Regions from separate parts of the Sus scrofa genome. Here all the other regions are linked to region 2. A link is a contact called in public HiChIP or PLAC-seq and promoter capture Hi-C data. All regions are on one chromosome and are shown on one strand. Each heading gives the region's core, a stretch centred on a gene start, on an enhancer-like site or on the middle of the called end of the contact. The rest is flanking DNA. Distances are from core to core; before and after follow the strand shown. Region 1 holds the start of GIGYF2 (GRB10-interacting GYF protein 2). Region 2 holds the start of ATG16L1 (autophagy related 16 like 1). Region 3 holds the start of USP40 (ubiquitin carboxyl-terminal hydrolase 40).

Region 1 (3,853 bases), core at 1,241-3,740, 470 kb before region 2:
CCTCAACTGGGAATGGATGAACAAATATAGTGCATACAATCAAACACCTACTCAGCAATAAAAAAGAAGTGGAGTTCCCTGGTTGCCTAGTGGCTAAGCATCTGGCTTTGTCACTGCAGGGGTTCAGATCACTGCTGTGGTGCAGGTTTGATCCTTGGCCAGGGGACTTCTGAGTGCCACGGGCTTGGCCAAAACTAAAATGAAAAGACCCTGAAACAGGCAATAATGTGACTGAATTTCAAATGCAAGATGCTAAGTGGATGCTGAGGGAAAGCAGCCACTCTCAGAGTTCCCCTCGTGGCTCAGTGGTTAACGAATCCGACTAGGAGCCATGAGGTTGCGGATTCAACCCCTGGCCTCACTCAGTGGGTTAAGGATGCGGTGTTGCTGTGAGCTGTGGTGTAGGTTGCAGACATGGTTCAGACCCTGCATTGCCATGCCCGTTGTGTATGCTGGCAGCTGCAGCTCTGATTCAACCCCTAACCTGGGAACCTCCACATGCCGAGAGTGCAGCCCTAAAGAGAAAAAAAAAAAAAAAAAGCAGCTATGGTTTTATTATAGGACATTATAAGGCAAAATCATAAGGACAGAAAACAGAACAATGATTTCAGGGGTTGGGAGAGGGTGTTACAGCTGACTACAAAGGGTCATTGAGGGAACTTTGGTGGGTGATAGGACTATTCTGTACCTTCATTTTAGAAATAGTTACGCTTGTATAAATTTGTCAAAAGTTGCAAAATTACAAGCTAAAAATGCTAAATTTTACTATATGCAAATTAGATCATATATTGGCATTCCCACTGTCGGGCAAAAGGATTAGAGGTGTCTTAGGAGCACTGGGATGCAGGTTCCATACCCGATTCCTGGCCTGGCACAGTGGATTAAGGATCCAGCATTGCCGAAGCTGTAGCTCAAGTTGCAGCTGCAGCTTGGAGCTGATCCCTGGCCTGGGAACTCCATATGCTGCGGGGTGGCCAAAGAAGAAAAAAATAAAATTATTCCATATATATAAATTAATTTGTATTTGTACTATATATATAGTAGAAATTATGTATATAATATGTAGTACAAGTTATTATATCTATATATCAACCTACAGGTTGATAGCTGGAGTTTTTCAATCAGCTATAGCAACATGGGATCCAAGCCACATCTGCAACCTATACAACTCAGGGCAATGCCAGATACTTAACTCACTGAACGAGGTCAAGGATTGAGCCCAAATCCTCATGGATCCTAATCAGGTTTGTCAACTGCTGAGCCACAAAGGGAACTCGTAGATTCTGTGTTTGTAACAAGCTGATGCTTGTAACAAGTGATGCTGATGCTGCTGGTCCATTGATCACACTTTGAGCAGCAAGGAACTTTTGAGCGGCAATGGTCAAGGAAAGAAAGTATTTCAGAAAGTTGGAGGTGGTCAATCACATTGAAGATGGGGAAGCACTAGGTCAAGATGAGGATTGAAAAACTCCAGTTATCAGCCTGTAGGTTGATGTGTCCTTAGAGCAAGCAGTAGGTGGGTGGGTCAGGATAAAAGCCTCATTGGAATAATTGATGATCGCTTGCCAAGTATGGGAATCAGAAAAGGGCTTTAATGCTTTTTGTGCTGATTGACTTTGAAAGGCAACAGAGAGGTAGGGACCTTGTTAGAGGGGGAATTGGAGTTTTTAACATTAACTTTTAAAATAAAGGACATTTGAGTACTTAAAAAAGTTAATGGAGAGGTTGTAAATAAGAGAGAGGTTGGAGGCACAGGGAAAGACTGGGATGACCCAAGAAGGGTAGAGTGGTCAGATGCACGAAATAAAAACACAGGGCACCAAGCAAGCTAAATGGAAGTTTCAGGCAAACAACGAATAATTTTTGTGTTACGTCTCTGATATTGCTGAGTGGCTTGTATTTTATCGAGCAACACCCAAACGGGAGATTTTTAGGCAAAAGAGTTATAGACCTGGATGCACTAGGAGAGGGTCGGAGCTCTAAAGTCCTCCAGCCGTCACATTCCAAAACTGTAGAATGAGCTCCCTGTTCTACCAAAACCGTTAACAAGTAGAAACTGCTTTGGATTTCCGCTCCTGTCGCTTTCCCATTTTCTCCAGGTGGCAAATAGGCAAGGAAGTGCTGGATGAAAACCTGTGGAAAAGTTCTGGGCTGGAAAATCGGCTCGTAAACGATGCAGAGCGTTTAGAAATGCCAACGGGCTCTGGGTTGGGCGCCTAGGACGGTGAGTCACAGGGCGCTTGGCCCAGATCCAGTTCTACCAACTCTACTCAACTCAAGGGCAGGCAGGGAGCTCCAGCCAAGTGACCCGCAAGCGCCTGCGCCCTGCTGCGGCCCCGCCCTCGTCCAGCCCGACATCCGGGGCTCGGGTAGGGGCGTGTCCGGGGAAAAGGGGAGGGATGAATCGGAAAGGAAGGATGTCGTGGGAGGCTGGAGGAGCTGGGAGGGAGCCGAGGCGGGGCGGGGGCGGAGCGGGGGGCGTGGCGGAACGGGCGCGCTGTCACGTGACGTGCGTGGCGACGTGTCGGCCATCTTGTGTTGTTGAGGCTGAGACTGACTTGGGTTCTGAGAGACACCCTGTCCCGGACCGCAGGTAACCAGCGACTCTGTCTCGCTCCCCTGCCCGGCTCCACTCCGTGCCCTGGCTCCGCCGCCCCGCTTGGGTCTCCGGGGCCTGCCGCCCGCGCTCGCGTTCCCGCCGCTCCGGCCCGACCCAGCCCAGCCGCATGGACACCCACAGGCCGCCCGGCAGCGGCCGCGGCCGGCTGGGGCGTCAGGCGAGGGGACAGGTCAGGTGCGGGGCCGGAGGGAGCCTCCTCCACGGCGGGGGGCACGCCAGGCCCGGGCGCGTCTCGGCCGCCGAGCCGAAGAGCCCCCTCCTCCGGGGCTCGTTGGCATGGCAGAGAGAGCCGAGGGAAGGATGGGGGTAGTCGGGTGGGCAGTGTCAGGCCGGCTTGCTTGGGGCCAGAGGATTCGCCTTCCGCTACCTGCTGTTCGGGACCAGCCACCCGCCCAGCCTCGGGGTGCCTGGGGTAACAGCTGCTCCGGCCAGACGGGTGCTCCTGCCCGCGCTTCGCCCCACACCTGGCCTCTGGGGGATGCGCCCTTGCCTTCCTCACCGAGCATCTGCACTGGGGAGACTCTTTCCTTGGCGAGAGGACTGGGTCTGGACCAGGCCTGAAGCCAGGTGGAGCCATGATCGGAACCTGGGACGGAGGTTGGGAAAGTAGATCCCGTGGCAGCTTTGGGACCCGAACGTTCACGTCGGGTTGAAGTGGGCATCAGCCTTAAGTGTCAGCAAGCAGTTCCCCACCAAGCACTCAGAATATTTCAGTTTTGTGGCTGAAACAAACCAAGCGGCCAGGGAAGGGGGTATGAAAGAAGCAGGTTGTAGGATCGTGTTCGGGAAGCAGTAACGTTGGTTTGCATTTATCTAGCACTGTGTGGTTTTTTTTTTTTTTTTTAATTCTTGCTTTTCCTGAAAGAGCACTTAAGCACACCTGCTTTCTCTGTAAGAAAGGTAAGTATTTCTGTTTAACTTGCAAGAAATTGAGGAGGGGGCCCGGACTGTGAACAGCACCTTATTCGGTGTATATACTTTGGATATAGGCAGTTTTGATTCTCAGTGCAGGAAAGGTATTTCCTTACATGGTGTTTAGTTTTTAGAATCTGATGATTTTCCAGATTAAAAAAATTGTCGTCTTTTCTGAACATTAACTTTCATCCTTCTAATATGTGCAGCCCTGGCCTTTCAGAGTTTGTCCATTTTGGTTAGAACACAAACTCGTGGTCTCATTCATTCAGGTTTTCATGTGTTTTACTAGTTAGTGTAGCAGCTTTCAGAGTGCTCAAA
Region 2 (4,005 bases), core at 406-2,905:
CTTTTTTTGAACAATAAATACACAGCAGTTTAACCCTTACTGGTGGAAATATATACAGATTGGTCCCCGCTCTCCGTTATTATTAACAACGTTGTGTCAAAGATTTCTCTGTGCGGGCATTTGTCCAAATATCTGTTTGCATAACTTCCTGTAAGGAAATCTGCTGGTTCTGCAAATTTGTGAACATGCTTAATCATAATCTTGTCTGGGGAATTAGCATAGTCAACTCTCAAGACCTGATGCAAGGCTCTTTTGAGGATGGTACCACTAGTATACTCTCAGTGACTTTCAGAAACTGCCTTTTCATTTTCCTCGGGGTGTGAGGAAGTCCCTTCTATTTCTGATCCCCGTGGGTCTTTCCCACAAATTCAGCTCACTCACCACTGGCTGCCAACAAAATATCTTTACAGCTCTAGGAGGCTGACTGTCCTACTCCCAGGCTCCACAGAAGATGAAAGGCTTTCTTATCTGTCTGTGAAGGATCTTCCTCTGGACTTGAGACACATGGAAAGAGAAGGCAGTTTCTGACATTCCTTTCCTCTCTTCTGCCTCCTACTTTGTTAATGAAGCAGATCTATTTTCATGAAGTAAATTCACTAACTTGCTGAAAGCAGATGGAGCTCAGATGATTCTATTACAGACCAAGGTTTTCCATTCTGAGTTGACAGATGCTATCATCTCCTGAGTCTGTGTCTTCTACCTCCCACTTCCATCTACTGGCTAATGGGCCTTTTCCTATTTCACGGTCCTTTTTGTATCCCAACCCTTAAATTACTTTCTAAGGATCCAGTCACTGTTAGGTCATAGGTAATTTCTAGGCTTCTAGTGATTAACATGGCTGCTCTGGTCACATCTTTCTTTAGCTGTTCTTTGCATTCCATTTCTTCACTGTAAATAAAAACTTGTTTCCCGGGTCAATGAGACGCTCTTGATAAAGCAACCAAACGTTGGATAGAACTCTGAAGGATATCAAGTCTAGGTATAAAGTTAGGCTTACCACGTACAGGCACAGTGTGAACTGTACTATAGAGGTAATTACTTTTAATCCTCATGACAACTCCGTGAGGTGGGTATCTTTCCTTCCCGCTTTAGGGAACTTCCCCATTTTACAAACTGGGAAACCTTAGGGAGGCTTAGGGAGGTTGTCACTATCTATGGTCGGGCAGCTACGATATGGGGAGTTTACAACTCCTGGTACAGTGGATAGAGAAAACGGAGACAGGCCAAGAAAGAAAATACAAAACAAAGAAAAGCAAGAGAAACAGCAGGTGGACAGAAACTGCCCTTTAACTGTTTCCTTCTCCCGCCCCCAACCCCGCAGGACAGAGCCTCCAACGTGGTCGGCACGCCTCCTAGCGGCCGCACCTCTACCACCGACACTTCCGGCCCCGGGATGGTGTCATTAGCGAGCGCCCGACAGGTGCGTGCGTGCGGCGTAAGACGTCGGGTGAGGAGGCGGTCCTTCCGGCCCAGTTCAAAGCTATTTCCGTCAGGGATCGGAAGTCCGTCCCGGATGGCATCGTCGGCGGCCTGCGCGCGGAGCTGAGTGCTGGGGCTGCAGGCCTCCAGCGCGCGCTGGCTGCCTCATGGTGCGGGCCCCGGCCGCCTGCTCCCGCTTGGCTATTCGGCGCTGAGGCGCCAGGGCAGCGGGCGATATGTCGTCGAGCCTCCGCGCCGCGGTCTTCCCTCGGTGGAAGCGCCACATCTCGGAGGAGCTGAGGCGCCGGGACCGGCTGCAGAGGCAGGCGTTCGAAGAGATCATCCTGCAGTGTGAGCGGCGGGCGGGCCCGGGGGCAGGCGGTGGACTCCGCCGAGGCACGCGGGGCGCTAGTGGGAACCGGAGGCCGAGCCCCCCGCGCCGCCCGCGGGCCTTTTTAGATCTTTTTCGCTCTTCACTTTTATCTTTGGGTGTGACTGCGGAGGCTCTCGCTACCGCATCGGGTATTCGTCACGGGCAGGCACCGTTCACGTTTCTGCTGGTAAATCCCAAGTGCACACAGCGCTTGTGTAGTTAAATAGCCAGGTTCCAGAAACATCCTGTTCCGGGCATCGCGTTACTGAAACAGTTACAGACTTTAGGCATTCACTCGCGCCATTATCGTCATCTTCTCAGTGCAGTGAAATGCTCGCCTTGCATTTCTCAGACCTGTTCTTCACCTCGATGTTCTTTGATTTTAAAATATTTAGAGTCTTTTAACGTATTTTTCAGTTGGGACATCATAGTCTTTACCGTTATTGAAAATTTCTGTATGAAAGAGGTGGCTCACACCCACCCCCGCTGCTGCAATTCGAGTACAGAAGTGTTTGTGCCCTTAGATACCTTCTAATGAGCATTTCCTTGCCCCACTTCCTCCCCCCATTTTTTTTTTTTTTTTTTTAACCAGAACTAATGACACACTTCGGGGAAGAAACAAGCATTCTTCTGACCTATTGTTTTGTCTTCCTCTTGAAGTAAGCCTGCAAGCCTCAAATTATGTTGATGATGGGATTCAAGTACTATTGTTGTCCTTTATTGAATTCTGATTATACTAGATTTGTGGTTCCTGAATGTATGGGCACATGAGAATCAGGTGGGGACTTTTTTTTTTTTTTTTTCATTACAAAGCCCAGACCACACCCTAGGCCAGCTGAACTGCAGTGTTAGAGAGTGGGACACAGGATTCAGGATTTTTGATGCTCCCCAAGTGATTCTAATATGCAGGCAAATTTAAGTGCTATGGTAAATAGTTGGCATGTATCGTTTCACTTGGTCTTTCCAAAAATTCTCTGAGGCAGATCCTATTATTGCCCTTTTTCCAAAGAGGAAACTGAGACTGTGGGAGATTAGGTAATGTTTCTGGGAAGGTACAGCGGATAAATGGTAGGTCCTGGTTGGGCACACAGTCTCAGTGGCTTCTTTTTTGCATTTGCTTTTCTCTCTTCATCCCCTAAGAAGTAGCTTTCCTTGCTTTTGCCAAGCCCCTCCTCTTAACTAGGATGTGGAGAAAAGGGTGGCTGTGCCACTCTTGTGCTAATTCCTTACAGTCTGAGAAGCCCCAGCCGCCCAGTGCTGTTTCGGAAAAGCCGAAAGCACAGGAAACGCCTTCCTCAAATGGGATTCCGTCTTGGGTCACATGAATTCAAGTCATCAGGTGTTTTAGCAAATGCTTGTTCTCTAAAAGGTAATACACATTGCAAGTCAAATTGGGCTGGAGGTCTGACTGCATTCCCTTCACTCACCTGAGGCTGGTTTGCTGGCACCCATGAAACAGGGGTGCAGCGTGCTCTGCCTGCTTCATAAATACAGTGCTGTGCGTCCAAGTGCTGTGAAGCCATGGACATAATTGTCTATAAACGGAAGGTGCCTATAATTACATTGACGATTGAATGTTTTTCTGCGCGTTGGAAGTAGACGTCTTAAAGGGGGTGTAGGGTCTGGGAGAAAGGTCAGAAGGACAGATGGGTCTGGAGAGGGAATGCAGCTTCAGACAGCAGATGTGAGTCACGCACGTCAGAGGGGCCTGCGGAGGGGAGGAGCCTGGGATGAGGGCTAAGAGGGCTAGACGGCCTCTGCCCATGGAAAATCTTCAGTGTCGGTTGTGGGGGGAGCTGGCATTCGGGGGGTCACTTCTGGTTTGACTGTGGAACAGCCCGCCTCTTCACTGCCCGCCTCCCAAGGCTGTCGGAGTTTCCTGTTCTGTCCCTCCCTCTGAGCTGGAGCAGAAAGATAAAAAGAAGGGACAGGGACAGCAAGCCTCTCCCCCCCACCTCCATCTTTCTCTTTCGTGAGAGGAACTTTTAGGAAGAATCCCTCTTGGATACCCCAGGTCCTTTGAAAGGCCTGCTGTTACTGGGCACCGCTGTGACGTTTCAAAGATCTTACCAGGGACTGTTGACACTGAAGCACATCCAGGGCCGGATTCACTTCCCTGCTCTGCTGAACTAAGTTACTAAATTAATGTAGATGAAGGTAGTGTTTCTGTCTCTTTCTGCCCAGAATGTTTCTTTTTTCTTTTTTTAAGATGG
Region 3 (3,767 bases), core at 1,111-3,610, 300 kb after region 2:
ATACTGGACACAGGATATGAACACATGTGGAGAGCTGGGCTACAGTCACGGGGCTTTGCAGCTGGGGCCCCAATCAGAGCCATGTGAAGACAGAGGAATGTTCACAGGGAAATCTGGGGAACAGAGCTAAGACCCTTGTGAAGGAAGCGAGTGCCGAGATGGGATGGGACAAACGTGTAGAGAAACAGGAGGGGCGAGAAATCAAGGGCCCAAGCAGGTCAGAGTGGCTTCCTATAGGTGGTTTCTAGGAGAGCCCCTCTATTCTTACAGCAAATCTGCCTTTTAACTGAGCTCCTTTGAGTGGCTTTGTGTTCCCTGCACGTGGTCCCTTACTCAACATCTTAGCTCTCTGGAATTCAGCACCTCCGGATTCTAGAAAGGTCGCACGAAGGCGGGGTTGTGTTAACATTACATCCCCAGTGAAGTCTGGGACCCACAGCGTTAATCAAGGACTTCATATTCCTGTAACAAATGGATGACTAGCCACCCAAATGAGAGAATTAAGACTATAAACAGTCTCACATCAGGTCAGGCTCTGAGGCCACCCAAGTTCAGATGCGATCAGGACGTCCGAGTTTTCTGGATTTCAGAATGGCAGACGAATGACCGCGGACTGTATAAATACTGTAACTCTGGTATAAGTGTTATTACTTTGGAGAAACTCAAAAATACAAACGGTTTGACAATAACGAAGGCTGGCACTCATGAAAGACTGGACTTTAAGTTGCATTTTAAATCACAGGAATTAATCAACTTAAACTTCTGTGGAATTACCAATTTAGCCACAACAGACATATACTGTGGAATACATGTTTAAAATACTTTGTCTATTTGTGACTTTTGCATAATTAATTACATGTAGAGATGTGGGTACGTATTACTAGCCAAATGCATGTAACATAGCATACCTCTGAATTCAGGTGTGAAATGAAGAGTCTGAAGAAGGGAATTGAGGTAACAGGTTCCACCCTGATTTCTGATTCCACTTAAATTGGTGAATTCTCTAGGAGCAGATGGCTCCAAAGTTTTGGTCTTTAATTTCTTCCCTTTTCCATAATGATTATTTGACACACTGGAATAGTCCTCTTCAAATAGGTCCCCAAACATTGTGAAACTAAATTTTACCCTTAAAAAAAAAAAATGACATGTTATGTAAAGGCTTTTATTTTTAAAACAGAATTTCCCCACCTCTCCCTGTCTTGTACTTGGGATTACCTATTCTAAGTCACTACTAAGAAAGCAGAGACAGTAGTTTGCGCTTTGGAGGGAGCAAGATCAAAATTTTTTCATCCCTGCTCTGCACTACCTGTGTGATCTTTCAGATTACTTAACCTGAGGTTTTATAAGTGAAATGAGATACCAACTGTCATGCGGGATCATTTAAACAATCAAATGACAATAAATAAAAGGCACTTAGGGTACAAGGATTAGCCCCAAATAAAGGACAGCTGTTTTTTATAAAAAGGCATATTGACATCACTACTGAAAGAAGAAAAAAAAACCCTCAAGACACCTAATCTGCTGAGAGGGCAAAGCCAATCCTGGGTTCTCAGGGACTGGGGACCATAAATCACTTACTAAAAATCTCTGCTTCTCACACTCTTTGTACCAGATTATTGGCACTTAAGTTAACAGGAACAAATTAATCTTTATAGCAGTTTAGTCCGTGGTCCCGAAGCTGGGGAGCCGTAAGGAGAGTCACTGGGGGAAAAAACCACTGCCATTAAAGCCACCGAGCCTAGAGGGCATCCCTGTGTATCCGGTGACCCCAACATTAGCTCTGGGGACCGAGAGGATCCGCTCAAGATCTCACCTCGAAAGTGGAGGAGGGTCTCTTGGAGAGGAGCAATGCAAAACGCCTAGCCCAGTTCCTAAATAACAGGAAGCGCTGAAATGCTATTATTTTCTTCTTAAACCCGTTCCCCAGAAAAAAAAAACAAAAACACCACACGCAAAAAAAAAAGAAAAAAATGGAACTTGGAAAGTGTAGCCTCGGGCGCGTGGTCGTGATTCCTGTCTCGCCCACTCCACGGTCGAGGCCAGGCCCTCAAGCCCTCCAAGCCACTACGGAGCCCCGGGCGCGAGGCGGCAGAGGCCCCAGCGGACGAGGAAGGCAGACCCGACGCCAGGAGGACGCCGCGCCCCGTGGTCGGCCCGGGCAGCTCCCGCCTCGTCCTCCTCAGGCGGTGCCGCTCTTACGGGCCCTACGCCTCCCTCGTCCCTCCCAAGACCTCTGGCCGCCGGACCCACTTACTGCCTAAAGCCCAGACCCCCGCCCCGGCCAAAACTCCAAGCGAAAAAACTCCCCACAACCGGACGCCGCCATGTTGGCGTGGGCAGCTCTCCCGCGGACCCGTGCGTGAGGGATTTATGGAACGCGTGGACTACGTCTCCCAGGATACCCCGCGGGGCACCGGCCCGCCGCGCGGGAACTTATGGGCAATGTAGTTCTTTTGCTCGGAGAGGGGGAGAGTGGCGTCGAGAGGGCTACGCTCGCGTCCCTGTCTGCTTCGTGGTTCGCGGGTGCGCTCGGTCTGCTGGCTACTCTTTCATTCACGTTTTAAAGTTTATATTTACTTCTATTCGCAACTCATGTTAGTTGCGGTAGAGTATGCAAAGATGGCGTGTGTTTTGGCTGGCCTAATGCACACGTTATTTAAACTTTGGAAACACTTGTGTCGGGCTTCTTGTTTGCTGTGCACTTTCGAAGACATTTTACAGATGTATTTCTAGGGAAAAATGTACCGCATAACTTTGATCATTTATAACATCCTCAATGTTTATTTTGTCTGCGCCGGCTTTCACACGGAAGAGTACACTAAGAATACCTCCAAATTACCCTATCTTGCCCTCGAGCATGTTTGGTGGACTATTTCAATAGCCTGTTTAGGCTCACATGGCTTCTCCCCCGCCCGATCCAGCCTCCATCTGGTAACGAATGAGGGAGCTGGGGAGAAAATCATTTTGACTTCACCTAACAGTTTGAGAGTTTGAGAACAGCAATAGTGATAGATGAGGTTGAGAGGCAGGAGGCAAGGTGAATACCAGCCCAAGGAGCTGGTATTTAGAACATATGAGGGGCATTCTTGTGGCTCCTGATATTCAGAAGTGTCCGTAGGGAAAGAACTGGAGTCCGGGGACCAGTCGGAAGGTGTAGATCAGGAAGCAGTGGGACTCACCTATTCTCATTTCTCATCAGCCCTCACTTACCACGTTGCCCCCTTGGCAGGCCCCTCTTCAGGACTCCTCACCCTGGCTCCATGGCTCCATGGCACTCTATGCTCCCACCTCATTTCCTGCCCTTTGTTTCTCCTTTGCCTGCTGTGCGTCACCTGCCTCTTCCTAAGAGTAGGTGTTCCTCAAACTGCTGTTCCCTGACCAAGAATGAGAACTGGAAGGTTAGCACCTGAAAATGAAGGCTCCCCCTTTTGCTCAGCTGTATCCCTGACTCCTCAACAGTGCCTGGCTCATTAGAGAGCCTTAATAACAATGCGTGGAATGAAGAAATGGACTCCCCACACCACCATCTTTCCCATCATCCGGCATCAGTCTTGGAGCTGTATTTGAAACTTTCTTTCCTCCATGAATCCAATCATTGGTGACTCAAAGTATTGCCTGGGCAACGCTTCTTCTGCTTCCATGCCCCCTCTGCCCATCAGGCCCTGGTTAAGTTTGGCCCACGTTGGGATGACAGCCTTTTAGGTGGACTGCCGTTTTATCCATCCCATCACTAGGAGATCCCTCTGAGGCACACACTGAGTTCGCAT

Evidence for each region. Promoter capture Hi-C pulls out the DNA fragments that hold promoters and counts their contacts. HiChIP or PLAC-seq counts read pairs in DNA pulled down with a chosen protein or histone mark.
Region 1: a promoter capture Hi-C map of fetal skeletal muscle shows a contact between it and region 2, with 4 times the contacts expected there. The contact joins the promoter of GIGYF2 here to the promoter of ATG16L1 in region 2. A contact is called at or near these places in 3 of 5 promoter capture datasets (fetal liver, fetal skeletal muscle and skeletal muscle), 6 of 47 Hi-C or Micro-C datasets (epiblast stem cells, fetal skeletal muscle, heart right ventricle and 2 more) and 2 of 2 datasets of contacts at active chromatin or transcription factors (alveolar macrophages and skeletal muscle).
Region 3: a contact with region 2 is called in an H3K27ac HiChIP or PLAC-seq map of alveolar macrophages. The contact joins the promoter of USP40 here to the promoter of ATG16L1 in region 2. A contact is called at or near these places in 1 of 5 promoter capture datasets (fetal liver), 2 of 47 Hi-C or Micro-C datasets (heart right ventricle and skeletal muscle) and 1 of 2 datasets of contacts at active chromatin or transcription factors (alveolar macrophages).

The regions. Positions count from the first base shown.
Region 1 is chr15:133,178,148-133,182,000 of Sscrofa11.1, forward strand. It overlaps GIGYF2 (GRB10-interacting GYF protein 2), which reads left to right and starts at 2,491. Exons shown (of 30, transcript XM_021075631.1): 1 at 2,491-2,593.
Region 2 is chr15:133,649,809-133,653,813 of Sscrofa11.1, forward strand. It overlaps ATG16L1 (autophagy related 16 like 1), which reads left to right and starts at 1,656. Exons shown (of 17, transcript NM_001190273.1): 1 at 1,656-1,770. The coding sequence starts at 1,656.
Region 3 is chr15:133,950,503-133,954,269 of Sscrofa11.1, forward strand. It overlaps USP40 (ubiquitin carboxyl-terminal hydrolase 40), which reads right to left and starts at 2,361. Exons shown (of 33, transcript XR_002339429.1): 1 at 1,814-2,361; 2 at 909-1,126.